7 separate regions of the Mus musculus genome follow, and regions 2, 3, 4, 5, 6 and 7 are each linked to region 1. Evidence: chromatin contacts called from public HiCAR-type, HiChIP or PLAC-seq and promoter capture Hi-C data. All regions are on one chromosome and are shown on one strand. Each heading gives the region's core, a stretch centred on a gene start, on an enhancer-like site or on the middle of the called end of the contact. The rest is flanking DNA. Distances are from core to core; before and after follow the strand shown. Region 1 holds the start of Brinp2 (bone morphogenic protein/retinoic acid inducible neural-specific 2). Region 2 holds the start of Rasal2 (RAS protein activator like 2). Region 3 holds the start of Cryzl2 (crystallin zeta like 2). Region 4 holds the start of Cop1 (COP1, E3 ubiquitin ligase). Region 5 has its middle 16 kb from the start of Gm30903. Region 6 holds the start of 4930562F17Rik (a long non-coding RNA gene). Region 7 has its middle 53 kb from the start of Gm51655.

What was found. Promoter capture Hi-C pulls out the DNA fragments that hold promoters and counts their contacts. HiCAR-type assays count read pairs that join an accessible place to other places. HiChIP or PLAC-seq counts read pairs in DNA pulled down with a chosen protein or histone mark.
Region 2: a promoter capture Hi-C map of hippocampal neurons shows a contact between it and region 1, with 2.1 times the contacts expected there. The contact joins the promoter of Rasal2 here to the promoter of Brinp2 in region 1. A contact is called at or near these places in 3 of 39 promoter capture datasets (cranial neural crest, hippocampal neurons and maxillary cranial neural crest), 1 of 484 Hi-C or Micro-C datasets (embryonic stem cells) and 1 of 115 datasets of contacts at active chromatin or transcription factors (astrocytes).
Region 3: a HiCAR-type map of astrocytes shows a contact between it and region 1, with 2.5 times the contacts expected there. The contact joins the promoter of Cryzl2 here to the promoter of Brinp2 in region 1. A contact is called at or near these places in 4 of 39 promoter capture datasets (HPC-7-derived erythroid cells, embryonic stem cells, frontonasal cranial neural crest and 1 more) and 2 of 115 datasets of contacts at active chromatin or transcription factors (astrocytes and embryonic stem cells).
Region 4: a contact with region 1 is called in a HiCAR-type map of astrocytes, with 2.2 times the contacts expected there. The contact joins the promoter of Cop1 here to the promoter of Brinp2 in region 1. A contact is called at or near these places in 2 of 39 promoter capture datasets (neural stem cells and stem cell-derived epiblast-like cells) and 1 of 115 datasets of contacts at active chromatin or transcription factors (astrocytes).
Region 5: a contact with region 1 is called in an H3K27ac HiChIP or PLAC-seq map of VIP interneurons, with 13 times the contacts expected there. The contact joins the enhancer-like site here to the promoter of Brinp2 in region 1. A contact is called at or near these places in 11 of 39 promoter capture datasets (the 3T3-L1 cell line, the HPC-7 cell line, cranial neural crest and 6 more), 6 of 115 datasets of contacts at active chromatin or transcription factors (VIP interneurons, embryonic basal ganglia, embryonic forebrain and 3 more) and 1 of 9 other capture datasets (embryonic stem cells).
Region 6: a contact with region 1 is called in a promoter capture Hi-C map of stem cell-derived epiblast-like cells, with 2.7 times the contacts expected there. The contact joins the promoter of 4930562F17Rik here to the promoter of Brinp2 in region 1. A contact is called at or near these places in 12 of 39 promoter capture datasets (the 3T3-L1 cell line, HPC-7-derived erythroid cells, embryonic stem cells and 7 more) and 1 of 115 datasets of contacts at active chromatin or transcription factors (neural tube).
Region 7: an H3K4me3 HiChIP or PLAC-seq map of neural tube shows a contact between it and region 1, with 4 times the contacts expected there. The contact joins the enhancer-like site here to the promoter of Brinp2 in region 1. A contact is called at or near these places in 9 of 39 promoter capture datasets (the 3T3-L1 cell line, the C10 cell line, cranial neural crest and 5 more), 4 of 115 datasets of contacts at active chromatin or transcription factors (embryonic basal ganglia, embryonic forebrain, forebrain and 1 more) and 1 of 9 other capture datasets (adipose tissue).

What each region holds. Positions count from the first base shown.
Region 1 is chr1:158,354,498-158,358,447 of GRCm38.p6, forward strand. Brinp2 (bone morphogenic protein/retinoic acid inducible neural-specific 2) reads right to left here and starts at 1,763. Exons shown (of 8, transcript NM_207583.2): 1 at 1,020-1,763.
Region 2 is chr1:157,410,684-157,414,633 of GRCm38.p6, forward strand. Rasal2 (RAS protein activator like 2) reads right to left here and starts at 1,912. Exons shown (of 18, transcript NM_177644.5): 1 at 1,054-1,912. The coding sequence starts at 1,255. It overlaps 2810025M15Rik (RIKEN cDNA 2810025M15 gene), which reads left to right and starts at 1,669. Exons shown (of 3, transcript NR_027984.1): 1 at 1,669-2,442; 2 at 3,061-3,112.
Region 3 is chr1:157,456,565-157,460,514 of GRCm38.p6, forward strand. Cryzl2 (crystallin zeta like 2) reads left to right here and starts at 2,004. Exons shown (of 10, transcript NM_001033284.2): 1 at 2,004-2,081; 2 at 2,180-2,288. The coding sequence starts at 2,032.
Region 4 is chr1:159,230,339-159,234,288 of GRCm38.p6, forward strand. It overlaps Cop1 (COP1, E3 ubiquitin ligase), which reads left to right and starts at 1,862. Exons shown (of 20, transcript NM_011931.4): 1 at 1,862-2,512. The coding sequence starts at 2,100.
Region 5 is chr1:157,576,374-157,580,323 of GRCm38.p6, forward strand. No RefSeq gene overlaps it. Among named protein-coding and RNA genes, the nearest start is that of Gm30903, 16 kb to the right of the region's middle. Within about 2 kb of position 2,173, at least 12 of the 459 cell types and tissues checked have an H3K27ac peak or open chromatin away from gene starts, as enhancers often do. A contact at or near this core is called in VIP interneurons and hippocampal neurons, where this site is marked.
Region 6 is chr1:159,132,362-159,136,311 of GRCm38.p6, forward strand. 4930562F17Rik (a long non-coding RNA gene) reads left to right here and starts at 1,920. Exons shown (of 4, transcript XR_865669.1): 1 at 1,920-2,136; 2 at 2,966-3,143.
Region 7 is chr1:157,797,367-157,801,316 of GRCm38.p6, forward strand. No RefSeq gene overlaps it. Among named protein-coding and RNA genes, the nearest start is that of Gm51655, 53 kb to the left of the region's middle. Within about 2 kb of position 1,660, at least 13 of the 459 cell types and tissues checked have an H3K27ac peak or open chromatin away from gene starts, as enhancers often do. A contact at or near this core is called in neural tube, where this site is marked.

The DNA.
Region 1 (3,950 bases), core at 513-3,012:
CATTACAGTGCATCCAGTTGATTGTTAGTTAATATTTGGCTTAAGTCTATATACCCTGGATAAATATGTACCGTGAAGAAAGACTGCTTGGTGAAGAGAGAACTCCTCTGGGCTAGAACAGCAGTGTACAAGTTCATCCTCCTACTGGGTAGCGACACCCCAGGCATCATGGCCCGAGCAGGGGCTAGGCAGAGATGCTTAGTGTTTCTGTGAGCAGCCAGCTTCCTTCATACAGCTGTGAACACACACACACACACACACACACACACACACACACACACACACACACACACACACACACACACAGCTGTGTATGAACAGGGAAAACACTCTGATAGATAGTCTCAACAGACCCTTCCCTTCAGCACAGCAATATTCTCCCTGTAGTGTCTCCAGTGTACTACCAGGATTGACTCAGTCGATTGGGGTTTCTGTTATACCACCCAAAGGAGACTATGGGATTCACTCCTAGGAATTATTTTTGTCCCTCATTACATGTTCATAGAAGAAATAGACTGGCCTCTAAAGCATGCCACAGGGCTTTAATGACCATGTGAATACAGCTATATTGCACAAAAGAATACCAGGTCTTTAGGGTCCTCCCCAAACACAGTGAACCTCGTGCAGTTCTGTCCGGCATCAGCTAGGCAAGCAAAAGTCCTTGTCATCCTCTGCAATTATGGAGCCCGAATGAATTTTCGAAAGCTAATGGGAGTTGCACTAACTTTAAGGACTTAAACCAGGCAAAAAAAGAAAAAAAAAAAAAAAAACCAATATAGGTCAGGCAGAGTGCCCAAGCTCTGTGACAGCCATGCGACACCAGGAGGCGATTCCAGAGTCAGCTCAAACCCAAAGTCCACTGCTAAGCTCCACCTGACAGAAACTACGGGGTGGAATGGGAGTTATTCCTTTTGCTTGCAATTGCCAGGCACCAGACAAGAAGGTTGAATGAGGACTCATGAAAATCACAACGAAAGGTGATACAGAAAACCCAGGGGTACAGACCCCTGCACGATTACCTTGAATCCTTGTAAGAGTCCTTCTTGCTGTATCAGCTGCTCCCCAAACCACCAAGGACTGCGAGGAGACTCCCAAAAGACGCCTGATTTTTGTGCAACATCTCCAGTGGCAGCCTTCCAAAGTTTTTACTTCATGATTTCTTGTGGCTCTTTCTCCTTTGGGGAAATATGAAATGCCACCCCCTCAGCTTGTGAGAGGGAACGGATGTCTCTTTTCAAATTCTCCTGCTCTGGGCTTTGCTGTCGCCGCCGCCGCCGCGGCGGCAGCTTTTAGACCACTTGCCTGCTGCCTTGCCGTGGAGCAGCGAGCATCCCAGGCACCCACAGCATCTGTGAAGTGGGATCAGCACTAGGCTGGGTCGCACGCGGCGTGGGAGAGGTGAGGAAAGTGGGAAGCCAACTGAGAAGTCCCCTGTCCCTCGACCGAGGTGAAACCCAAGATCTTGCCTTCTTTTTTTTCCAACTCTAAAGAGACTCACCCGCCCTGTCATCCGAAATCTGTGCCTTGTACATGGACAGAAATCGTTCCTCAGGCGTCTGGGCTCCTTCGGCTGCCTGAGGACCTGCTGGTGTCCTCGGAGCGCGCGGCAGGTGCATTTCCAAGTCCTCCGGAACCCGTCGAGCTCAGCGGAGGCGCTGCGGGTTGAGCCGCGAGCCGCGCGGCAGGCAGGCGGATTCCATCCTGGAGCTGCAGCCCGGCGCGTCCCCACTCCGGCTTCCCGGTCCGTACCTAACCAGTGTCACCTGCAGACTCAGACACCGGATGAGTGTCTTAAGATAACAATGCTGCCCTGCCTGCCTCTCTCGTTCTTTCTTATGCACGTAGGTTGGCAGCCAATAGGACCCTGCGCCATACTCACCACAGGCTCCCATTGGCTGTGAAGCCTGGCAGGAGGCGGGTTCTGAGGCCTACCGGCAATCTCCTTTGGCTAGCTGGCAGGCTGGGGTACCAGCTCTGTTAACCCTCCCAGCTTTTTGCAGCAGCGACTTTTTCCCCCTCCCCGCAGTAAGGATAAGGAAGAATTGGATAAATTCGCGGCTGCGTGTGGCGTTGGGAGTGAGATTGGAGCGTGTCAGAGGCTGAGGAACAAGAAGTAGACTGGGAACTAATTACATTTGCTTTGGTCTTCTGAGTTACAATATTCATTCGTCCCAGCCCATTTTGTTTGCTTGCTTAACCAGAACTCCCAGAGATGGGGACCCATTTGAGCCATTTTCCTTCTAATTTGAGGTTTCATTTAGTTGTTCTGTGCTTTTTAAACCTCCTGAATTACTTAATTAGAAGTGAGCCCCCAAGTGAGAAATAGCTCTCTCTCTCTCTCTCTCTCTCTCTCTCTCTCTCTCTCTCTCTCTCTCACACACACACACACACACACACACACACACACCCCGGGGCCGGGGGCGGGGGGGGGGGAGGGAGGGGGTAAAGAGGGAGGCAAAAGACCACAGGAGCTCTGTGGTAAGATGACCAGGCAGAGAATCGCTGAACAGCTAAATTGAGACACCTCACGCCCCACACCAGACCTGTAGGGACAACAGCAAAGAGGAGAACTTGGGGATTCTGGGGAGACCTCTGAAATGGCCTGCGTCCAAAAAGAAAGAGAATTGTTTTGCCTGTGATGGTTTCCTTCTGTGTGTCTCCTTTCACTCCAGTGGCTGTCAGGAAGAGGGACTCGCATTTTTTAAAGGAAGACTAGAGAAAGGAGAACAGGACAAGCCTTGTTTCTGAGAAGCAGGTGCTGTCTGCTGAGCCTGTGAAAGGGAAGTCCGGGCAGTGGGTAAGGGAGGGAGAAAAGGAGGGAAAGAAGGAAAGAAGGAGGAATAAAGATATTAACTTTAATTGAATGGATGTGAACGATATGTTTTTGATGTTCTAATAAATGTGTGAGGCTGAAATGCATCCTACTAACTGGCGAACTACACTAAATTTTGGAAAGAGCCGTTGTTGAAGAAAGATAAGTTGAAAGTGGCAAGGGATGTGGGGGAATTCCCAGTGAGTCACATGATGAAGGCCTATATAGAGGAGAATAGGCAGAGAGGGAGACAAGTGTCTCCATTTAGTTTCCTTGAGTTGAGAGCAACATCGGAGATTGTTTTGGAAAGAAGTAGACAAAACAGAGGGCAGAGGTTAGATGTACACAGAGGAAGGATATATCTGGGGTTAGGTATAAAGTGCCCCTTTAGCCAGATGCTCTGAAAGAGTGAGGAAGTCTAGAAACTGCTTCTTATCTACAAACCCCCACCCATTTCCATCATATCTGATCTCTACTTGTTTTCTACTCTGCATCTCACCCAAGTTATTCCTTCTACACTCTGCAGGAGTCTGGCTATAAAACATGCCAGAGAATGGCGGTCCTGTGGAGTCCCCAGATCTTCAACTAAGATAAAATATCTAAATAAACTACTGAGAGTTTAACTGCTCCTGACTGTGGAGCCAGTTGTTCCTGAGATTCCTAGAGACAGAGGCCCACTGAACCTAACCCACGTAAGAACGCTTTGGAGGTCTTCCTGTGAAATAACTTGAGGGAGTGAGGGAATGGATGAATGGTAGGACAGGTGTAACTTCTGTCAATGGAAAGAAGGAAAGTGCCAGGATTTCTCAAGAAGGGACAGCCAATCAAAATCTTGATGAAAATCAAGAAACTTGGCTGTGTTTTCTTAAATCACCCATGATATTTTAATGAAGAAAATCACACACTAAAAAAACCTACAAATGTTCATCTGATGAAGGTACTTTGAGGTAACTACTATTCACTTCATTTCCAACATTACAAGAAGCAAACATTGATTCTTTCTTAGTAAATCTAATAACAGCCCAAAGAGGACTACTATGCAAATACCCACTCCCAAAGAATTTCACTCTCTCTTAAACCGTGAAAATATAGAATATTAGGAGGATACAGTGCTCTACACCTTATTTCTTCCACTCAC
Region 2 (3,950 bases), core at 662-3,161, 940 kb before region 1:
AAAAGACAACTTATAAACCATGAAAAGATGGTCTTGAATTATAAAGCACAGAACCTATTTGGAAGTATGAAAGCCAAGCCATAAATACAATATGCTGATCACTAACAGCATATTAGACAAACAAAACTGCAGGACAGCATCTCAACACTGTGTGATTCCAGATACTTCAAATTGGTCATCTTATATTCAACCACATTACTATGTCTTTTATGGTCATGTGTAGCAGAAACATTCTGCTAGCTTGATATTTTGGAAAGCCACAGCTAACCCATGCATACAGCATGTTTAACGTTGCCACAGCCTTTCCTGAATAGAAAATCATCATTCAGGTTTAATTTAAAAGATGGTTACTCGGAATGCAGAAAGGGAAAGTTTCTTTAGTGTGTTCATCACTTTAAACCTGCTGAGTGACAACCGGGTAGCTTAACCACGAAAACCAGAAACAGCAGTGCAATCTGAAACAACCTACACACTCAGGACAAGCAGAGAGTACGGTTCAAGGAAAAGCTGTCGGTAAATCTACTGCTACCAAACACTTGAACTGGGGCTGGTGCAAGGGCTACGGCTAGGGCTGGGTGTCTCTCCCATCTCTGCCCCCCACCCACAACCCCTCGATTTTGTTTTGTTTTGTTTTTCATTCATTAGCTCATCTTCTACTAAGCTTTTTCATATCTTTCTCTCAACACTTGCTTCACACAACAGGAAGGAAATGAAATCCCATTCACTTGGTTTTGTGCCTTGTTCCATTCTACCTTCCTGAGGACTCAGCAGCAAGTGCCTTTAATTAATCACCTAAGAATTACGTCCAGATAGCTCAACTCTATAAACTTACTGTGGATATCTAAAGAGGTCCAAAGGAGCCTACTGAGTCACATAACCAGGCGCTATATATTGGATAAACTTGTCAAAAAGCATTTTCTGCAACAACAACAACAACAACCAAAAAAAGATGTGGACAGCTGACCTAGGATAGATGGGGGACTAAGAATGCATCGGAGCCCAAGGAAAGATGAGAAACGCCAGCCTCTGAGGCAGACGACTTGTGATCCTTACCGAACACCCGGACCCAGCTCTGCTGCTGGCACACTGACTCCAGAAGGATCCGATCCAGCATGCCACCGGCCACTGCTCCGCTGACTGGGACGACCGCGTCCAGATCCTCCGGGGGCAGCGGCGAGTCGGACTCCAGCCCCGTGAACATCTCCGGCCACGACAGCGCCTCCGCGGCTCCTCCGGACGACGGAGACAGCTCCATGGTGTCCCAGAGGGAGCAGGCGGCGGCGGCGGGGCGGGCTTCCCGGCTGCGGGAAAGGGACGACGGCGCGGCCACCAGCACCCGAACGGCTGCGGGCGCGGACACCGCTCACCTCCTTCCCCGCCGCCCACCGCCCGAAGGCCGGGCGCCGCAGCCCACCTGCAAGCGGAGGGTGGGACCCGGGCCGGGAGGCGGGTCCAGCGTGGTCCGGAGCGGAGGCGGGTCCCGGCTCAGGTGCGGGTCCGGAGCGGACGCGGAGCACCCGGGAGCGCGGGCTCACCTCCCGCCCCCACGCAGCCCTGCTCAACCCCCGCGGGCGCGTTCGCGGGCCGCCCGGGCTTGGGCTGAGGATGGAGCTCGGCCAGGCAGGGCTGGGCTCGGGGGCGTCGCCGCCAGGGGCCGCCCCCTCTGACCGGCTCCCGCCGCCGTCGCCTCGGGGGCTCAAAGCGCCGGCTCCCTCAGCCTGAGGGGCGCGCCCCGGCCCAGCTTCTGTCCGCCTGGCGTCGGCTTGCTCCCGCGGAACGCGCAGGCCGGCCCGCTAACTCTCAGGCCGCCGCTCCGGCCGCTGCTTGGGCTCCTCCGGCTCGCGCTCCTCTGAGAAACCCACAAGCCCGGCAGCCGCGGCGCTGGCGGCGGCGGCAGGCGGCATCCCAGGGTGATAGGCCGAAGCAATCGAGTGCCGAGCTCACGGCCGCGTGTGCAATCCAGTAACCGAGCGGAGGAGGAACTGCCGCCGAAGACAGCAAAAATCGGGCACCGAAATACTCAGCGGGCCAGGCCCGCCTACTTTCCTAAGACTATCCTGCTCCGACCGCCTCTCGGTGCGGGGATCCTCGAGCTGCTGGTGGAAGCAGAGACGGTGTTGGGGAGGCGGAGAGAAAACGGGGTGCGGGAAATTTAAAAAGATGGGAAAGGCGCTTCCCTTTTATCTTAGCCCCTATCCTGTTGATTTCTGGACCAATGCTTCTTTCTCGGACGAAGAACATGAAGACGCTGCTTTATCTAACAGTCACCTCGGAAGAAACGCCATGGTTCCTCCACAAGGGAGATCTGGCCCCGCGTCTTGGATCCTGAGATCTGTGCGAGATCCCGGCTTTGCGCCCTGTCCGCCCTGGAGCTGGATTTATCATCAGTTTAGAATAGCATGGCTACGATGTGTGGTGCGGATGGATGGACGAGCCCCGCAAGTACATGAAATGCCCCAAAGCCCCAGCATTAACCAAACAAGCTTCTCTTTTTTGCCTTTGATCTTTGCAATCTGTTGGCTTCTCTTCTAACAGTGTCACTTGGGTTTTATTTTTGGTCTATGTGTAAACTGTCTTCCTCCTTAACATTGGCTTCGTTTTGTGCCCACCCAAAGCGGGATTCACCAATCCAGATTTCAGAGATTTTAGGCATAAGTAAATAAATAAATAAATAAATAAATAAATAATAGTAATAATAATAATTTCGGGTAGAAATTTACCAATTTAAATTATGTTGACAAATCAGGTTTTTCAACAATTTATGAACATGGCTACTTCAAACCAATCAGGAATTTTTCATAATTAGATGATGCTAAAAAATATTTGGGGGAGGGTTTTTGTTGTGTCCCAGCCCACCCCAGCCCTCATTTCTCTCTACTTTGACCTTCTATAAGAGGTCAATCTAATTTTCTAGGTTTTAGGAATTCTCATGTGTTTTTGTGTTTTATGGGAGTTATAGCATGCATTTTATAATTTTCTCCCAAATTTTACATAGAGTAATAGCATGTTAAAACAAGAAGTGACTTTAAAGATCCTCTCACCCTTCCTCTTGTTTAACAGGTGCAGACAGGACAGTCCACATCACCTGCCAAAGCAGCCAGCAATGCAACAGGTACGTCTTACAAGCTCTCAGTGATACTGATTTCTTCAACTCTGATCCTTCAAGAACTCTGTGATTAGATTTGTTAATCTGGTGCTTAGCAATGAAGTAGAGTAATCCCTCCCGGTATATAGAAGCCCACTTGCTTGCTATCTGACTACAGTCAGCTCTCCAATTTTAATAAATGAGAGATAAGGAAGCTAGAAGTTACAGGACCCAGCCCTAAACAAATCTAGTGTTTTCTTTCTCCCTTCTTTCCTTCCTTCCTTCCTTCCTTCCTTCCTTCCTTCCTTCCTTCCTTCCTTCCTTCCTTCCGTTTAGTTTCAAGACAGGGTTCCTCTGTGTACCAGCCCTGGCTGCCCTGGAACATGCTTTGTAGGCCAGGCTGGCTCTGAACTCAAAGAAATAGGCCTGCCTCTGCCTCCCGAGTGCTGGGATTAAAGGTGTTGGCCACCATACCCAACTCAACTCCAATTTGTAAAGATCTCTGAAGGGACATTGTCCTTTTGCAGTAGAGGGAGGGAAGGAGAGAGAGAGAAAACCCTTGGCATAGGATTTCCATTTGTATTGAATTATTGTTGATGTCTCAAAGAGTAAGTGAATATGGACACCAGCCGTACAAATCAAAGTATCTACTCATATGTATGGATGTATTTACCCAAGCTGTTATCCCCAAAGCAGCATTAGGAGTGGTATATAAAATGAAGGGAAAAAGGTTTTCCAAAAATTGATCTAAGTGCCATCATGTCTCTTAAGGGAAAGGCTCTGTCAAACTCCCTCTTATCCTGCTTCCTTAGTAACCTCTGTTTCCATCCAGACCACTAAAACTAGTCACTACTTCACTTTGGCA
Region 3 (3,950 bases), core at 754-3,253, 900 kb before region 1:
ACTCCCTCCTCCATCCCCGTTGCTATGGATCAAGCTCAGGGCCTTACAGTCTAGGTTGGTGCTCTACTCTGGAGTTACACTACAGGCTTAAGGATGACCATTTGGTGGTGACATGGATTTCTCCACTATTCCTATCTTTCCTTTTTTTCACATTGCTGGAGATTGAACCCAGGGCCTCTAGTTTGCCAGGGTGAGCACCATAGCACTGAGCTACATCTCCAGGTCCCAAGTTCATCTTACATGCTTGGTTTATATGCCGTTTACAGAGTGCTTTCCTGCCTGTCTCATTGGAGCCATGGGTTTTTTAAAAGAAATCATCTCCCATTGTAGACATTGCTTCCCTTCGGTTGTTTGTATGTGGAGCTGAAAATTCCCAACGGGTACGATTATGATGACAGCGCCTACTGCACACCTGAGGGGCTTATTTGTTCTTGGGTTCCTCAGCCCTCAAAGCCTTTAGGTCATAAACTCAGAAATGCATCCTTCCTTTTCGCTTTACAGTTTCCTCCATTCAATTGCTGTTCGTTCCTGCTCAATGCCTTCTCTTATGGAAGAGTTAATTGAGGGCGAGAACCATTAGGGAGGTGGCCAAAGAGGTGGTAGAACTGGATTTCAACCTGTGGCCTATACCCTCTGGCCAGATGTCTTCCAAAGATGCCATGCTGTCGTTAAATCTATTTATCCAATGATATAGTCTTCCATTCTTTCCAGCATAGCATGTACCTCACATACATTGCTGGCGTATAGTCACTTGCTGTTTTAAATAGGTCAGATAGATCTACATCTAATACTAACGTGTGTGTGTGTGTGTGTGTGTGTACATACATGTACATGGTTCATGTGTAAGGTCAGCATTTGGAGGTTAAAGGACAATTTTTGGGAGTAGGGTCTCTCTTTCTACCATGTGACGTCTGGGGGTTGAATTTAGCTTATCAACCTTGATAGCAAGCACCCTTACCCACTCAGTTATCTTGCCAATGCCAAAGCAATTTTATATACTATTTCATATAGACAGTAGTATTATTTTTGGTTCTTCTAGGGCATACCTGTGCCCCTAAGGCTTATGTCATCACTGAATCACATTTACCAAGGGGTAAACCTTTGGAGCATGAGAGTCATTAAGTTTTGGGCTGACTTTTTATTTATTTTTTTACTAACTAATATTTTAAGACAGGGTTTCTCTATGTAGTCCTGGCTGGCCAGGAACTGGCTATGTAGACTAAGTTGGCCTCAAATTTACCAAGATTTACCTATCTTTGCCTTCTGAGTGATGGGATTAAAGGCATGTGTCATCATGTTAATTTATTTTTATTTTTATCGGAGACAGGTCTTACAATGTAGCTCTGGCTGATTCGAATGTTCAGTTTTCTTGTCTCTGTCTCCTGGGCCCTGGGATTACAGGCGTGTGCCCAGCTGGCTTGTCTTTAATTGGATATTCTCTTTGGATTTGTTCAGGATCAGTTAACACCAGACTATTGGTAACAGTTTAGTTTTTTTTATCATAATTAGTCCTGTGTGAGAAAATTAGTGGCAAGAACTCTAGCAGTTCAAATGTAGACATCAAAGGATTCACCTGTGCATTTTGGACTTCTTTCTTAGAAAGAACCCCAGAACTACTACTGAAATGTTACCAAACACAGATTTAATAGTCTTCCAGGCACACCCTGTAGTTCCAGCACTCAGGAAACAAGAGGCAGGAAGATGACATGTTCTAGGCCAGCCTGGTCAACACTGTGAGAGCTACCTAATGAGACCCTGTCTCAAAGACTCTTAATCTGGGGTGATCGAATCATTTCCCTCATGCTTCCTTTTTGTTTTCCAGAACCAGCGAAGAGATCAAGGGTTGCACACACTGTTTGGTCTAACCCTAGAAGTGGTGTGGGGCTGACAGTCCCCTGCACAGACAGACAAGAGCTCCGCCTGCCGGTCAGGTCACCCGGCCAGAGCAGGCACGTCCTGGGACGCCTTTCCGCTCTCCCCAGAGCTCTTCCTGCCACATGCTGGCCACGCCCCTCGCGACTTCAGCTGGCCATGGCAGCAAGGCTGTGTACGCGTTGCCTCCCTCCGGTGTGGCTCTGCAGGTGCAAGCCCAACTCCCCCCCCCCCCGCCCCCCCCCCGGCCCCCTTACAGACCCCAGGGGTACTGCTGAGAAAACCAGCTCCCTTTTCTTTGTTGCAGGCAAGCCTGGCAGGGCCAAGGCCGGCACTACCGAGCTGCACTCTGCACCGAGTTGAAGCAGCCCCTGACCATTCAAGAGGTGGCTCCCCGCCCCGTCGGGCCACAGGAGGTAGGGTGACAAGCTTGACCCCGGGATGCCTCCTTGTATAGTTCAGAGCCTCTGACTTTCTCGGCCCAGCACTCGTGGGCTTCCTGCTTCGGTCAAAATCCTAGTTCCCAAGCGTAGGGGGCGACCAGAGGCTGGAGCGCACCCACTTTAGGTTGGAAGGTCAAGCCCTTTCAAGGTTCACGGAAAGGCTAGAAATGTCAAGGAAGCCCTCCCTCAAATCTCAAGCATAGGCCTCTCAGAGAGCTCCAGAGCCGTTGCCTTAGAAACTGTGTCTGATTTACACAGGACTTTACATAACAATACAGACAAAAGGACCCTTATCCTTTGCTTAGCCCCTCTTCAGGGTCAGTATCAAATTATGTACGGGTCCCCGAACCATTGCCCCCATCCCAATCTATCTCATGAAGAATACAAGCCTGGGCTCCTCTTATGTCCTGCTGTAATTTGGGATGAGATCCTTTTCCTGCCAGGAAATGTGGAAGTCACCTTGGCCTTGCCTGTTGACCACTTTGGTGACAGCGTGTGACACATATGTAGTAGAGAATGACAATTTGAAACAGGGTGGAGTACGCAAGAGTATCTTCATGTTAGGGGTCGCTCATGAGAGGCAGAGATGCAGCTACAGTTGTAAAGGTCACCCAAATGGGGCCTGTGGTTAAAACAGATTATTGGAAGAGAGGGTGATCACAGCCATTCAACTTCCCTCATCTTGAGTCATTCATTTCTGGGATAACACCATGTCATCCAGGCTGGAACTGAACTTACAGTCTTCTTGTGTCAGTCTCCGGAGTGCAGAAATGCCTCCCTACTCTTGGCTAAGTTGTTTTTAAACCAAGGTGGAGTGTCTTGAGGACAGTGGACATGCTATCCACCAGTCAATAAGTACTCCAGTTTTTGGATGCGGAGGCATGGGCTCCCCAGTTTTGCTGTTTGCATTGTAAGGAGCTAGCTTCTGAGAGTGTTTTTATGTTATTTTTCTTTGCCTTTAAATCCCTGGAGTTTGCAACGGGCCCTGGCATGTGGCACATACTTAAAGAACTGAGAAATGAATGATTTTGATAGATAAAGAATGGCTTCTAACCAACCCGCCACCTCTCCAGTAAACGTAAACACGTAGAGCACATTGATCTGGGATTCCAGCTGGCACCTTTTGGGATCCCCACCCTTGTGGGCTGCATTCTCTGATGAGCACCAGAGTTCTCTGGGCCTGTTCAGACAGGTTGCTGAGCCTCTCCTATCTTCCCATGTATGAGTCAGTATGGGGTGTGGCCTCAAAGTTGGAACTTCTTTTTTTTTTTTTTTTTTTTAAGACAAGAGTCTCATTATGTATCCCTAGCTGGCCTGGAACTCATAGAAATCTGCCCATCTCTGTCTTCTCAGTGCTGTCGTTAAGGGCAAACTTCACCCCAACACAAGGTGAAGTTTGAATTTCTAACCAAATCGCAGATGATGCCAGTGATGATGGTCCTGGACCCACCACCTTTTGAAACTCACTGGCTCCTCAAAAGGTCTAGAGTAGTGGTTCTCAGCTATGGATTGTGACCCCTTTAGGGGTTGGATGACTGTATTAGTCAGGGTTCTCTAGAGTCACAGAACTTATGGACAGTCTCTAGATAGTAAAGGAATTTATTGATGACTTACAGTCGGCAGCCCAATTCCCAA
Region 4 (3,950 bases), core at 612-3,111, 880 kb after region 1:
TTGATGTTATATCTAAAATAATTACTATGCTCTACCAGAAATAAATGTTTCAAAGTTACTTGACTCTCCTCTAACTTTGATGTAAATTATGGTCTTTGTGGGTTTTGATTTAAAAACTCTGTACCCCTCAACTAGAGCACCAAGAGACTTTTCAAAGATATGAGACCACTCTCCATCTGGCCATCAATAAAAAGGACTTAAAACTTTTAATATGCTTAATTGGTGTGATTATCAGTAACTATATTGCGTGGATTATTTCACGAGTACAGAGTTTCTAACAACTGTTCCAAATTTACAGCGATTTAATTCCCAACACTTAGGAATGTGTATAATAATCCAGTTTTATGTATATACTCCAAGTGTATGCTTATCCAGGACCATAAGGTGCCCATCTCTTATTCCCCCTTGGGTTGCCGCTCTCTGTGGTCCAGTGACAGAAGGAATAAGGACAGTAGCCCTAAGTACTGTATCCCTAATCAGAGGATAAAGGAGCCTACAACAGATGCATCATCAGACTGGTAGACATCAGACACGTTGAATTCTATCTGCTTCATGTCCAGACAGAGGCTCTGACAAAAGTTGTCCTCCTAAACCGGCCAGGTTTAGACTTAGTTTTCATTTCCCAGGGGAACTAGGCGAGTATTGCTGCTTCAATGCCAACAAAGACGGAGTTATCAATGAGGTTTTACAAAAGGTTGGAGATAATTTAGATAAGTGACATCAGGGACAAGAAGCAAATAATTTCTGGTACTATAAAATGTTTGATTTGAAAGAGTAATAAAGACAAAATTCTAGGCCTTTGGGCCCAGGCTTGGGAATTTTGCCTTTGTGACTCAATGCTCCAAGGTATGCTAATCATAAAACAGATATCAACATTCCTCCACCCATCAGCTTCCTGGGTTCAAAGAGTGTTAATTCAAAGAAAGTCACCCTGACCATTGCTGGAACCCACTATGCAAAGGTGCTATTGCTAGGGGCTCTTAGATTGTTAGGGGCTCTTAGAAACTGTCTTGAGAGATAACCTGACACTTGTGACTTTGTACTTCCTTGTGACTCTTAACTGGTATTTTTGGTATTTTCCAACAACGCCCTTCCCACCTCCTTAAGTTGTGGTTTCTTCCTTTAAATACCCCCTAACCCAGCTACTCGGGGCGCCACGGTCCTCTACCCCTGCGTGGTGTATGACCGTGGGCCGAGAGCGCTCTTGAATAAAAATCCTCTTGCAATTTGCAGCAAGACCGTTTCTCGTTGGTGATTTTGGGGTGTCGCCTCTCCTGAGTCAGAACGTGGGGAAGTCCTCACGTTGTGGCTCTTTCAGATTGAAACCTAAGGCTTGTAACCCTTTTTCACTGCCCTGGCCCCTTACTCCTCCTAACAGGACTTCAAAATCTAAACAGAAAAAAAAAATCTAAACGAAAACAAATTATATTCCTGCCACACAATCGGGAAAAAGCGCGAAGCCGCAAGAGAACACAAGTGAGCTTAGTATTTTCCAGATAATAATCCATAGCCGCATGCGCGCTCGCTCACACGCATGCGCAACACCACTGCTCCGTACCGCCGCAGTTTTAGCTGGGCAATCCGCCAGCGTCCACCCGGGGCACGCTTAAGCAGTTGCTTTTCGAGCGTTCCCGGTCCACTAGACCAGATTCCCCGTCCTTTCCCCTTCCACCCTTTGGCTCCATGAAAACGGCCATCTCTCTACTACGTCAGAAAGGAAATCAGCTTTCCACTCGGAGAACTACACGCTCGGCATCTCCGTACAGCCCGGCGCCGGCGCCGGCGCCTGCGCGCGCAGCTGCTCCGCTGCCCCGCCCCTTCCGCCGCTCATGCGCAAGCCCGACCGCCTCGGCGCGCCCGGGTTGGCTGCCCCGGCGGCCTCCTCGGCAGTCATGGCTCCTCGGATGTGATAGTTTCCCCCGCCCCCTCGCGTAGGACGCGGCGGCGGGGCGGCGGTGGGAAGCCTAACTTTATTGTTCCCCCGGCCCGTCTCCCGGCGCGTCCTCAGGATGCTCGGGAGCTGAGCGCCGGGGGCGGCGGAGGGTCGCGGTCTGTCCGGGCCCTCGCCTCGGAGCGCAGGGCCAAGGGAGGGAGTCACGATGTCAGGTAGCCGCCAGGCCGGCTCGGGTTCCGCTGGGACGAGCCCCGGCTCCTCGGCCGCCTCCTCGGTGACTTCCGCCTCCTCGTCCTTATCCTCGTCTCCGTCGCCGCCGTCCGTGGCGGCCTCGGCGGCGACGCTGGTGTCCGGCGGCGTGGCTCCGGCCGCGGGCTCCGGCGGCCTCGGCGGCCCGGGGCGGCCTGTGCTGGTGGCGGCCGCGGTGTCTGGCAGCGCGAGCGCCGGCGGGGCGGTGTCCGCGGGCCAGTCCCGGCTCAGCTGCGCGGCCAGGCCCAGCGCCGGCGTTGGAGGGAGCAGCTCCAGCCTCGGCAGTAGCAGTAGGAAGCGACCTCTGCTCGTCCCGCTTTGTAACGGGCTCCTCAACTCCTACGAGGACAAAAGCAACGACTTCGTCTGGTGGGTTTGCATAGCAGCCCCTGCGTGCATGACCACGAGTTTCTGCTGCTGAGCCTGGCGGGGTCCCGTGGAGGGAGGCCTGTTGGAGGTGCTGGGATTCGAACCTAGAGAGTTGAGTGTTTGCAGAGTTAAGGTTCCCGGTTGGGAGGTGGAGCTGGACTGGGATCCTTAGGCAAAGTGGTGAAATGGGATTGCACAGAAGTGGGTGCTGGTGTCCAGGAACTGAAGGCATTTAAGGGAGTGCTTAAGGATAAAGATGGAGGTCCAGTAAGTGGTTATTAGAAAGGAAGTATTCGGGGTAGGAGGTTAAATCCCTTCTGGTTTTTGTTTTTGTTTTCTTTCTTTTTTTGGCCATCTAGTGGACGAAGTATCAGTCAGGAGTAGTTCATGATTTTCGGAGGTAGAAGACTAGTTAGTGCCTGGTGATTCTGAGGTGTGGGATTGCTGGTCAACACTATATTGTAAAAAAGTAGATGGTGCTCGAAACCTGGTTGGTGATGCTTTACGAAGTTATTTTTGCCCATCCTGCGTTGGAATATGAATTTGAATAGATAGGACACTTGTAATACTGTTAATAATTTTGTAGTCAAAGTTTGTTCACACCCAATTCCAGGTTTCAACTGTTGGAAAAAGGGAAACACATTTTTAGTGTTTCTGTGTTGTATGGAACGATCGCAGCGCTGTGTATACACTGGAATCTCTGACTTGAGAAACGCTTTTACAGTCATTGCATCACAGCTGGCATCTTGAGCGACACAGTAGAATTCAGGCATTTGGCATCTAAGAGGGACTTTAAGCAAAAGATGAATCTGATTGTCTTGAAGAATGCTTTGAATTTTAATTGGGTTTTGATATTACTGGTAAGATTATGAGAGCTTAATGAAGATTTCCTGCTCACAAACTGGTAGAATTCTGGGCCTTTCCTAAGAAGGAACTTGTTGTTTGACTTAATGATGTAGGAAGTTGGCTTGAACAGTCATGCTTGGGGAAGTTAGTTCAGATCACAGTAGAAGATGGGCTTAAATGGTATTATTAAAGATGATAAGCTTAGAGATTGTAACCATTGAGAAAGGTATTAGCTACACTTTCTTGTTCACTAATATAATTCGTAATTTTGCTTTTGTTTAGATTCAGAAGTTGTGTGTGTGTTGAAATAGAATTATAGCTGTGGTTATTTGTAATTTAAGAAGTTTATGGTTGGGTGTAAGAGGTGTTTGCATTCCTTTTTTTGTTTGGCTTTATTTATTTATTTATTTAGAGACAGGGTTTCTCTGTGTAGCCCTGGATATCCTGGAACTAGCTCTGTAGAACAGGCTGGCCCTGAACTCAGAGATCCTCCTGCCTCTTCCTTCTTGTGCTAGGATTAAAGGTGTTTGTCACCACTGCCTGGGTGAGGTGTTTGTATTCTTGTCCAATCAATAGTGTCACATGATAAGGT
Region 5 (3,950 bases), core at 923-3,422, 780 kb before region 1:
TTTATATGCCTCAGTACAGGGGAACGCCAGGGCCAAGAAGTGGGAGTGAGTTGGTAGGGGAGTGTGGGGGGGAGGGCATGGGAGACTTTTGGGATAGCATTGGAAATGTAAATGAAGAAAATATCTAATTAAAAAAAAAAAAGAAAAAAAATGAATGTTTTCCCCCAACTAGAACCTTATGAATGTTTGTAAGAAAACAGCTACAACTTCTGTCTAGTCTGGAGGTGATCTTGTGGGATGCTCCTGTGACTATGTTTTCACTCTTCTTTGAATCTTTGGAAGATGAATCAAGTCTGCCACAAGATACAAGAACAAACAAAGAGTGGTATTGTAAGAGGCCAGGACCACAGACTCAAGGGCTGCTGCAGTTTCTCAGGAATAGTCCTTGAACGAGAGTGGTCTTAGGATGTGGGTGCCCTGGGCAGGTTTTTTTTTTCTTTTTCTTTTTTGTCCCCAGCTGACAGCTTCCATGGCAGGTGATGGAAGTGTCCCCTTTAAGGTCAAGGCAAACAATGTCCTGCGCTTACAGCTCCTCATTTGACCCTCCAGGGCACTTATTTCTGGCAGAAGCATTTCTTGGTTTTAAAAGGTACTTTACCCATTTACAACCCGTGTAATTGCTATTGGAATGCTTTGCCCGTAGCGTCTTAATTAGGTCAAATTTTATACCAAGGGCTCTAACTTGATGCTATATTGGCAGTTCCAAGACCCCATACCCTGGTGCTGCCTGGAAATGGTCACATTTTCAGTAGACGGAGACCCATGTCCAGAGTTTGTTTGGCCATTCTTCTAGGGGACAGGGTGAGATCAGAACCGTGGTCTTAGGCCCAAGGAAGACTATCCACAGGAGACTCGCCTGAATGTGTCTACAAGGAAACACGTGTCTCTAAGCCACCCTTTCAAAGCATTGTTTGGATAATTGTAGGCTCTAAAGCTCTTCACATTTAGTTAAATTATACAGTTTTGGATTTTATTTGTTAAAAAGAATCCCCACTTTTCTGCCCTACCTGCCTCTAATTTAGCAGAACGTGCCCCTGGAGTTACACCTTCTCTTCTTCCCATGCAACCCCAATAATAAGCCATCTGCCAACAAAACAAACATAATATAAAAATTACACAAATACATAATCCTCAACCCAGAAGGAAGGGAGCAGCTGCCACCTGGTGCCAAACAGAAAACAGTTTAATATTTATCTAGCAGAGAAGGCTCTCCGATGGGCTATAATTCCTCAGGGGGGAGGGGTCAAGGGGGGGTCAGTAATGAAAATCACCTCCACGGGCCCGTCCTAAACAGGGACCCAGTGGAAATCAATTCTGTGAGTTCAATGTTGCTGTCTCCTGTCGTGGATCGCACCTAGGAGGCACCTGAGGAGGCCATCAATCTGTCATCAGAAAGGAGGGAGACTGAGGAGAAGGGAGGTCATTAGAATTCAGCTTCCATGGGACTTTCCCTCGTGTAGCTGGAGAACTGCACAGCAGAACATCCCCAGGTAAGGGAAATTGGGACGTTTGCTTTTGTGATTGGGGACCTGTGCCTGCCAGGTCTGAATCCTTGACCTGGCTGCAGCATCCTGTACAAACCTCTTTTGTAACTCCAGGTCTGGCCTTGGGTTAGGATAAGACTTAACTCCCCTTGCGTAAGTCAGTGTCCCTTCCCGTCGCTTCAGTCAACTTGCTGTGATTTATACACAACTCCTAGCTAATTTCTTAATCAAATATCCTTTGAACGAGGAGAAGTTTAGTTATTAGAGCTTGCAGGATGCATGCAAGCTAGTCAGTCTTCTGTTTTATTGAGAGATTGGAATGTTAGTATCATTGTGCCAGTCGGCATGACGGTTCTAAGAAGGAGGCAGTTTACAGAAATGTGTAAATCAGAAGTGTCCTTAAACTGTGTTTGGGGAGACATGATATGGCAAAATGTCTACCAATAAACTGGAACATTACAGCAAATTACTCCGTTTATACATGCAGGCTAAGCTTCGCCTCTTATGCCATGTTGGAGATCCAATAAAGCTTGCGAATGTGACGGGAGTCACTATTTCTGCCTCTGTGCAGCTGTTTATCAGCAGCTTTTTAACACATTTTCTCATATTAATGAGGTGGCATAGCAGTTCCAGAATTAGAACAGTGGGATGGAGCATTGTCTGCCTTATCCCAAGATATGCCGGCTGTCAGCATCGCTACCAGGGGATGTACAATGAAAGATGAGCATTTCGGTAGGGGCCCTGTGCACACTGTTCCAGCCTTCCCTTACCCACCCCCAGACATCCCCCTCGGCCCCCATGCTCACTCCCTTTCCAGTGATGCTGTCACTATCATTTGCATGTCTTCCGGAAACTTGGTTCTTTGTTTAATACTTGGTACGTCAGTGGGGCTTGCTTCTGAAATCCTTGTGCTTCCATTTTCTGGTAGAGTCTCTGGTACTGAGCAGGTACTTCTCAGTGCTGAGTGAATGAGTGAGTGAGTGAGTGAGTGTGAGTGAATGAGCAGAGAGGGAGATGGGTGGAATGTTCCCTCAGACACAGTCAGTGTGACTTCAAGGAGCAGAGCAGGCGTGTCACATAGCTTTCCCTGAATCTGTGCATGCAGGCTAGATGGAGGGCAGGATGTGGTGCACGGATTGCTGGTGAGACGGTAGGAATCACGTGGTCCAGAAGTCACACGTGCAGGCCTGCTGGTGACGTCAGAATGTATCAAAGGGTTCACTCTCTGCAGTAATAGCATAAGAGTAAGAGCAGGATGTGACTTTTATGTAGAGCTGAGCACACTCTGTTAGAATTCTGAGATCAGGTCTTGCTATTTGAATGCCTTTTTTTAAAAAATATTTTTTATTACATATTTTCCTCAATTACATTTCCAATGCTATCCCAAAAGTCCTCCATACCCCCCCCCCACCTTCCCTACCCACCCATTCCCATTTTTTTTGGCCCTGGCGTTCCCCTGTACTGGGGCATATACAGTTTGCGTGTTCAATGGGCCTCTCTTTCCAGTGATGGCCGACTAGGCCATCTTTTGATACATATGTAGCTAGAGTCAAGAGCTCCGGGGTACTGGTTAGTTCATAATGTTGTTCCATCTATAGGGTTGCAGGTCCCTTTAGCTCCTTGGGTAATTTCTCTAGCTCCTCCATTGGAAGCCCTGTGATCCATCCACTAGCTGACTGTGAGCATCCACTTAAGTGTTTGCTAGGCCCCGGCATAGTCTCACAAGAGACAGCTACATCTGGGTCCTTTCGATAAAATCTTGCTAGTGTATGCAATGGTGTCAGCGTTTGGAAGCTGATTATGGGGTGGATCCCTGGATATGGCAGTCTCTAGATGGTCCATCCTTTCATCTCAGCTCCAAACTTTGTCTCTGTAACTCCTTTCATGGGTGTTTTGTTCCCAATTCTAAGGAGGGGCATAGTGTCCACACTTCAGTCTTCATTCTTCTTGAGTTTCATGTGTTTAGCAAATTGTATCTTATATCTTGGGTATCCTAGGTTTAGGGCTAATATCCACTTATCAGTGAGTACATATTGTGTGAGTTCCTTTGTGAATGTGTTACCTCACTCAGGATGATGCCCTCCAGGTCCATCCATTTGGCTAGGAATTTCATAAATTCATTCTTTTTAATAGCTGAGTAGTACTCCATTGTGTAAATGTATGCCTTCTTTTTAAAGAACTAGGGAGTGACCTCAGACAGAAGCTTGCCTTTTTCTGTCCTCAAGCACCTTCACTTAGTAAAACAACACCTTCTTAGAATCTTGTTGATTCCCCGAACCCTTCTCCCCTGCTTTAGGAGGTAGGAGACTTTTCAGAGGTCCCTGAATCCCAACGTCTGGACTACTGAATTAACTTGTGTCTATCTTTCTGAGAAATGTCACTGAAATCACAGGTTGGCCCAAATTGAGTCACTGGACTGCTTAAATGGATTCACCCAGTTCAGTAAATAAGATACTCTAAGGCTAA
Region 6 (3,950 bases), core at 670-3,169, 780 kb after region 1:
TCTATTTTGTGTGACATGGTTTGAGTTAAGTCTTCTGTCATTTGAAATCAAGGGGATGCTGACAGTAGACCATCCTTCCAAAGCATCCCATGACTCTCATTTCTATCTCTGCACTCGAACAGTTGACTTGTCATCTCAACCTCTAGACTGTGAGCTTAGAAGAGTGACTATGTGTCATGGTTTGAACACGTAATGTCTGCCCAACCTCTAGACTGTGAGCTTAGAAGAGTGACTATGTGCCATGGTTTGAACATGTCATGTCTGTCCAACCTCTAGACTGTAAGCTTAGAAGAGTGACTCTATGTTGTGGTTTGAACATGTAATGTCTGCCATGGGAATATGTTGGTCCCCAGCTACTGGTGCTATTTTGATTCTATGTCCTTGATACTGTGGGCCAAGCCCCAGTGAAAAGTATCTGTTATAAGGAAAAGTTGCTAGATCCAGTGAAGAAATTAGGCAATGTCTCCTGACTTTTACAAAACAGGAATAAGACCTAGAACTACTGTCCACCTGGAAGATTGTCACAGACCTCTACCTTCACATTAACAACAGGTTTTTATCCTAAGTGCAATCTGGAGTTCTTTTTGTTAAGGTTCATCTGTCCAGACTGAGTCCTGCTATAGCATGAAGACAATAAACACTGGCTGGAAAGAGGACACTCCAAAAGGAAGGCTATGCCTGGAGCACCAGAGGTAAGTAGAGAGGCATCTCAGTTATTTAGGCCCTAGATGTTTCTGTTTTCTGTGGTATCTGGAAAGTGGCTGTAAAGATAGGAGAAAAACAAACAAATAAACAAACAAAACCAGGAGCAAGGGGGATTTTTTTTTTCAAAATTTCTGGGATAAATCACATTTCCTGAAGAACAACAAATGATCCTGAAAGGGGTTTTCCAGGGTTAACTATAAGGTGGAGGCCAAATGCAAGATTGTTTGTGAGAAAATATCTCTGCAAAACTCCAGGTAGAAAGTTCTGGTCTCCATACAACTTCTTTATCATCCAGGATCTTGGATGCTCCACAATCCCCAACCAGACAGAACATATTCTTAAATAAAAACCTCAGTATTAAGGAATGGGTTGACTCTTTGCATATTGATGGTCAATGGGATTCCTTAATCCTCAAACCATTATAGGCTGTTGCCAATACATTTCATTTCCTACAGAACTTCAGGGTAAGACCCTATTTCTGAAGACACCACACACTGGACTCACAGACAATCAAGCTAGTATTCACTTAGAAGCTTCACCCCTAAAAGCTAGCTTCCATAGTGCTGGAAGATGACATTCATACTATTAGATGGGAAAAATAATAATCACCATTCTAACCCAACTGTAAAGTTGGCAAACTACAACATGATGGGCCTAACAGGACATGCCCACTACTGCAATAGTGGCGCAAACATTATGTGAGTAACCAACCACTCTCACATGTGATCTATGGCCTACTGTCTGAGATAGAAACAGATGCATTGTTAACAGAGCCAAGAACATGAAGTTATATACACACACAAAGGATAACCTAATGCTATTATTCTGATAAATGGACATAGCGTTAAAGTGACTGGTAGTGCTTAATGCTGTTGCTGCAATACAGTGCATCTTTCAACCCATAAGCTGCTGCTTCTAGTAGATGACAGCTAACACAGAGATCCTCAACTGGTCCATATGCAGAGAATAAGAGATTATGGAGTACTCAGTCCTGAATGGAATGTACATATCCCATCCATTCCCTTCAAGACTCCAGGGACTTCACAGACAAGAGGGCAGAAAGACTGTAAGAGCCAGAGGTGAAGTATGACTTCACAAAAACTATGTTTTCTAGATACATGGGGCAGTTGCATATATGAATCCACAGCAATTATGACATCATGCACAAGATGTGTGTAAACTAAAGATAGAGGAAAAACCCCACCATGGAGCAAGAGTGATAGATAGACAATCCCACTGGGATCTGAAAAGCCGTTGGTATTTTCTAACTGCTAAAGGAAGAAAGAATCGGCTTTTCTTAAAGATGTGATCCTTGTAGGTTGATTCCAGGGCAGGGCCCACTCCCCAGAGTACTTGGGCAACGCAAACTTCATACGAAAAAGGAGGAGGAGAGAGGAGGAGGACCAATAGCAGGGTGAAGAGAGAGAACAGGTGAGAAGGAGTGAGAGCAAGAAGGAGAGGGAGGAGAGGGGGAAGGGGAGGGGAGAGAGAGAGAATTCAAAATTGAGTGGATGTGGGTAAGGGGGAATATGTCAGAAATTGGGAAAGGGCAAATATGATCACAATATAATTTATAACATTCTCAAACAATTAATAAACTTGCTTTTTAAAAGAAGTCTAGCCCCTTGGCTTAAGGCCTAAAATTTTGCTTTAGTGAAGGTGTGCTCCTAGGAACACAGGCATCTGCATGCTGCAAATGCAGGGCTCTGACTCGAGCTTTCCTTGGATTTACAGCATCCCTAGAAGATCTGTGCAAGTATTGTAAATTTTAATGTCACTAATATGCTGGTGATCACTTGTCTATACGCCTCCAGCTCCCTGCCCCCAGAAACTCTTCATTTTAGAAAACTTTTATAAAATTCTCTTATGAATTGGTATTGTCTCTAAATACTGGCCGCCATGAGATGCTTAATCACAAGATGAATGAGTTCCTGTCCTTTGCTGGAATAACTCTAGTAATAGAAGAAAACCAGGAAACAAGGCACAAAATAAATGGGAGAGTAACACTAAATGCACATGTTCGGCAAAAAACAAATTATTCAAAAAATAACAAAGAAAAATCTATAATCTATTAAGGCAAAATTATATATATAATTTCATTCAGAGCAGCGCTGACAAATCAGCTCAGAATCAAAAGGCAGCTTTCATTAGAATCACAGGAAACCCTTCTTCCGCTTCCAGATACCGAAAGACCTGTTTTCTGAGCTGTTTGGACTTGTTTCTTTCTCTCGCCATCCAGTATAATCTGTGATTATTTCAGATATGCTTCTCTGACGCAGTTCTTAGAGCCTGAAGCAGCTATGTCGTCATCGCGCTTTGCAGACTTTGGTCTAAGACAGCCCAGCTCTTGACACAGCTGCCTCGAAGGAGAGGCAGGAAAGAAATCCATCAGCTACATCTTCTCCTGCGGAAAAAAGGATTATCAAACTTCTCTTGAGGTAAGAGCACCCTCTGGTGGCCGATGTCTGCATTGTGCGCTGACAGCTCCATCTCAAACTAGACTCAATGCCCATATCCTTCCAGATGGAACCTATTTCACTGATCTCCCTTGGTAGCAAAATGGCCCGCTGGGCTCCAACATATAAAGCCCGAGTTCAAAGCTTTGTGCTACTATTAACTCATGAGTTAATTCAGTCTAATTACCTTCCTGAACCATTTTTACTTAAAATAAGAAAACAATGGCAGATTTGGGATCAAATGAAAACATCTGCTATTTAGTAAAACAAATACAAGCAAGATATTCTACAGTGTTTTGCCAGTCACACACATATCTAAGACCTAAGAACAAAGTTCTTTATTTTATATAAATATTATACTAAATCGTGTGGCATTATATTTCTGGTAGCCTGTTCATATTACACTCTTAAATCTATAACAATAAGTTTTGTGCAGATAGCCGCCTTTGACCTTCATCTATGACCCCGTGTCCATGTTGACTATTACAGCTCTTTGCTTTTGATCTCTTTCCCAAAACCACCTTTCAGAGACTTTTGTTCACAAAGCCATTTCTCAGTTTTGACTCAAGGATGTCTGATAGCCATGATCCGGAATCTACAAGACCCAAAGGTGACATGAACAAGCAGATCTTGGAGCATCCAGAGCCTGCCTGGTACCCTTCAATGTCTCTCACCCTGGTGACCTAAAGCTGCTCATCTTGGTGTCATTGCCGCGATTCTATGAAGTAATGCCCACTTGAGCATGTGGGCTTTCTGTCATCCATCTGCTCTACTTCATCCTATACTATA
Region 7 (3,950 bases), core at 410-2,909, 560 kb before region 1:
GCATTTCTTGGTTTCTTCCTTTAAAATAATTCGAATTTCCAAATCCTCTCCATGGTTTCTCCTGCTCTAGTACCGAGGCAGCAAACTGGGCTGGAGGCTGCCAAGAGAGCTAGATGAGGGAGGTAAGACTAGCCTTGCTTTTCTTCACAGTGTAAGGACTTTAGGAACTTAGGAAGAGCAGGATCATTGCTCAACTTTATTTCCAGCATGGCCACTGGGGCGCAGGTGCCGTGGGGATGATTTCTTAGATTTGCCTTGGAGGTAAGAGGGGAAGGATCCCCTCTTTGTTTCCAATCAGTTTCCAAAAGATAAAAGCAGAAGAAAGAGTCTAGAGAGGGAAATATGAGATGGCGTAGCTTGGAGGTCCTAGTAAGGCGGGGATATCTTCTATTTCTGGAGGGTATCACCCTCCTAGGAGGATTTAAGTCTCCCCAGAACTGAGGAACACAGTACACATTTCTGAAAGTCACAGTGACAGGTGAGAGCGCAGCCAAACATCCCACAGCATTTGTTCATCTCGTGTCGCCAACTGCTGCTGTGCAAGGTTCTTGTGTGCCAGCTTGGGCCAGGCATCTCCTCAGCCTCTGCCTTCCTCTAGGGAGACAGCTGACTCTTTAACCTTGATTGACCTTGGGGTAGGTGCTGGAGGAGTGGGTTGACTTCTCCAGAATTGCTTCCGAATGCCTTAGTTTGTGTTCATTTTGTGTTCATTTTATTTATGTAATAAACATGTAATAGACACGACTTCCTGTTTCTGGAAAGCAGAATTGAGATCCCGGAAGTTAGTAAATTCTTACAACTAGAGTGGCATGCAACTTCTGACTTGACTTCTTGCAGTCCTTCTGGCAAGAGTGATTCCTCTCAATGGTGCTCATTCAAGTTCAGAGGACAACTGTCTTTAATCCTTGGGAAATCAGTACCATAATGAGCAAGGCTGGTGGTCATCCCAGGGAGAACAGACGAACCTTCTACCTGAGCCCTCGTATTCTGTTTGAATTTGACTTGTCTGATTCATGGAAATTAATGAGCTACTAGATCTGGACCTGGTGTGCCTTGATGAAATGACTTATTTTTAGTGCCTTAGCATTTAAAAGAATCTGTTATAATTTCATGCTTAAATAACACTGAATAAGGGCTTGTGTTTGCCTAGCATAATTGGAAGATGTGAAGGAAAAGGGAAGCTTATTTCTAAACAAATGGCTTGAAGATAGAGGGCCCCCGAATAAAACAAACATCCAGAGTGCTCCATTACCTGAAGGCTATAAATGGCTTTAAGGACACAAGGACCCACACAGCCGGTATAGAGACAAACAGGGTGAGAAGCCAGGGGAGGTGGCCTTAGTTAAGAAGTGCGTCTATCCATCCAACAGCCAACTAGGGCTGCTTGAAACTGAAGCAGAAGAGGCAGGAGGGAGTGTCCTTTCCTTCTAGGACTGTCTCAGGGATGAGTTATTGACTTGTCTCTTTGCTTTTTCATCAGCTTCCCCATGGCCTCTGAGACCACTTGTCAACGTACCCGAGGCAATGGGGAAAGCTAGCTGAAACTAAGACACGGGGGAGGGATTAAGGTGCACGGTTGTAGTCCTGATTATGGCATAACCCACGTGACAAGCTGTCTCCTGCACTGCATTCTTCCGAGGCTTCCTCTTGAAGCTCACAGGTCTTCTGTTCCCTCCCTGTCCTCCTATGGCCACGCCCCTTATCTGTCTCAGAGGCTCTCCACCCTGCCCTGACTGCATCCAGCCCTTTTCTCCCACGGTAAAATTCTGCTCTTTGTGCATTTGCATTTCTGCTGACTGCAAGGATCAGTTTAATTTCATGGGTGTCATTTCCTTCAAGAAATCTCTGTCTGAGCAGCGGCCCATCGAATCCTCGATAAAACATATTTTCCTACGGTAATGATTTTATGGGCCCATAAGTCATGAATTTATTATGATCTCAGCCCCTGCTGCTGATTGCTGTAAAATGCAAAGTAATTAACAGTGAGCGGTAGCAGTTATTCCCACCTGGTAACGTGTTCTTTCGTTCGCTGATGGGTTTGATTAAAGTAATGACTAAAGAGTGAAGCTGGGCTGTGAAATATTAGCATGATTAATGCTGTATCCCAAATAAGAAACAAAACTAACGGGGCACTGTCTGAGAAGTTTAAAAATAAAAATATACAATCCGTCCTCTTCTCCTTACTCCCACTTCCCTTAAGCAATTGTTCCAGCTCATTTCTGGCATGTCTTCCTTCCCATTAAATAATAAATAGACTCCAAGGCCAGGGGCTGCCTAGCAGAACATATTTGGAGGTTTTCATAACACCCGAAGTACTGGAGTTATGCCTCACACCCTCAACCCCCAATTTTCCCCTTGGCCTAGTGGGGATGGATATTTTGAGCTGGAGTCTACAGTTGCTGAATGGTTCCTCTGGCAAGGCTCTTACACCAACCAAGGGAGAGACTGGCAGGGTCAAGAAGAGCTTAGACAAAAGATAGAGCCAAGAGAAAACTGTGGGATGGGATAAAGCGTTGCTAGGAGCACTGCAGCCAGAGAGATGGCAGTGAAGATGAATCCTTAGCCTCACCTTTCCATCATTCAGAATAGTCTAGGAACCATTATCACACAAGTTTTGAGATGTACAAACATTCATACAGAATACCCGTGGTGCCACTTAACTTTTTTGTATCTGAGAAGGGGTCTGAGTCTTTCTTGGAACACCAAATGGGAGACTCTCTGGGTAGTGAGCTCAGAAGAAGCCATGCTGATAGAATGTGTGCTCAGACCTGATTGCTCAACTCTGAGAGAAATTCAAATTACAGAGGTCCAAGGCACCACTATCAGATAGTCTCCAGGAGTCGCTGTGGGTGTGGCGGGTTGGAGGAGGTGACATACTGTGTTGGTCCTGAACAGGCAGGAGAGGGGATGCCTTTGTTCTTCTCCAGTGACGGTGAAGTTGAACTTTCTCTTTGGTGCGCTAGGGGAGAAAGAGTAGGAAGGGAGCCAGGATACACAGGAGGTTCTTGTAGAAGGAGAATCCATTATAGTTGGCTTTGGAAAGATAGAGGAAAGCCTATCTGGTGAGAGGTTTGGCCAAAGGCTAGAACAGTAGAGCTTCAGGAAGACAAGAGTCCCTTTCACTAACACCTTACTGGATACCTCTTGGATGCCGGACACAAGGAAGTAGTCTTTATTATTAAAAGAAATCTCCTGGTATAGAAACATAAGATAAAGGGAAAGGAAAACTTCATGGTCAATGAACTGACATGGGAGGCTGAGACCTGAGGCAGGGGCTGCTGGCCATCATGGCTTTGAAAGGCATGAAGGAGGGCTTGGAGAGATAGCACCATATTGTCTCCCTCAGTAATACCATGTCTGTCTATCTAACCCCTCTGAATCCCTGGCAGACTTGAAAGGGAAAGAGCATCTTGTATGAGAACAAATGGGTATCATATACGAATTCAGAACTGTGGGAAGCAGGGAATATGTTCTTAATGAGTCAAAACTCCTTTTGCTTCAGGAGAGTTCAAAACATTTAAGAACTCTGGGATCTGTATGGAGGAAGAGATCAAGAAATAGGACCATGAAAGTTCATTTTGAAGATGCTAGAACCTGAGCCAGGAGCATAGCTGGTACAGTACTTAGCAAACATGTGCAGAGCTCTAGGTTCAACCTTCAGTATGACACCTAAACTAGAAGTGATGGAGTATTCCTGTTATCTTAGCACTCAAGAGGCAGAATCAGAAGGATTCAAACTTCCAGGTCATTCTTGGTTGCACAGGGCGTTTGAGGACAGCCTGGAATACTTAAGACCCCCTTTAACAAAACACGTATTTGAGGACCTAAGAATGATCAGTTCCAAATTTTCTTTCAGGAAAGAGCAGATGTGAGGTCACACCCTCAATAGTCCCTATCAGCTGATGAACGGCCAGTCACTTAATGGACTGCTTCACATGCCAAGTTCCTGG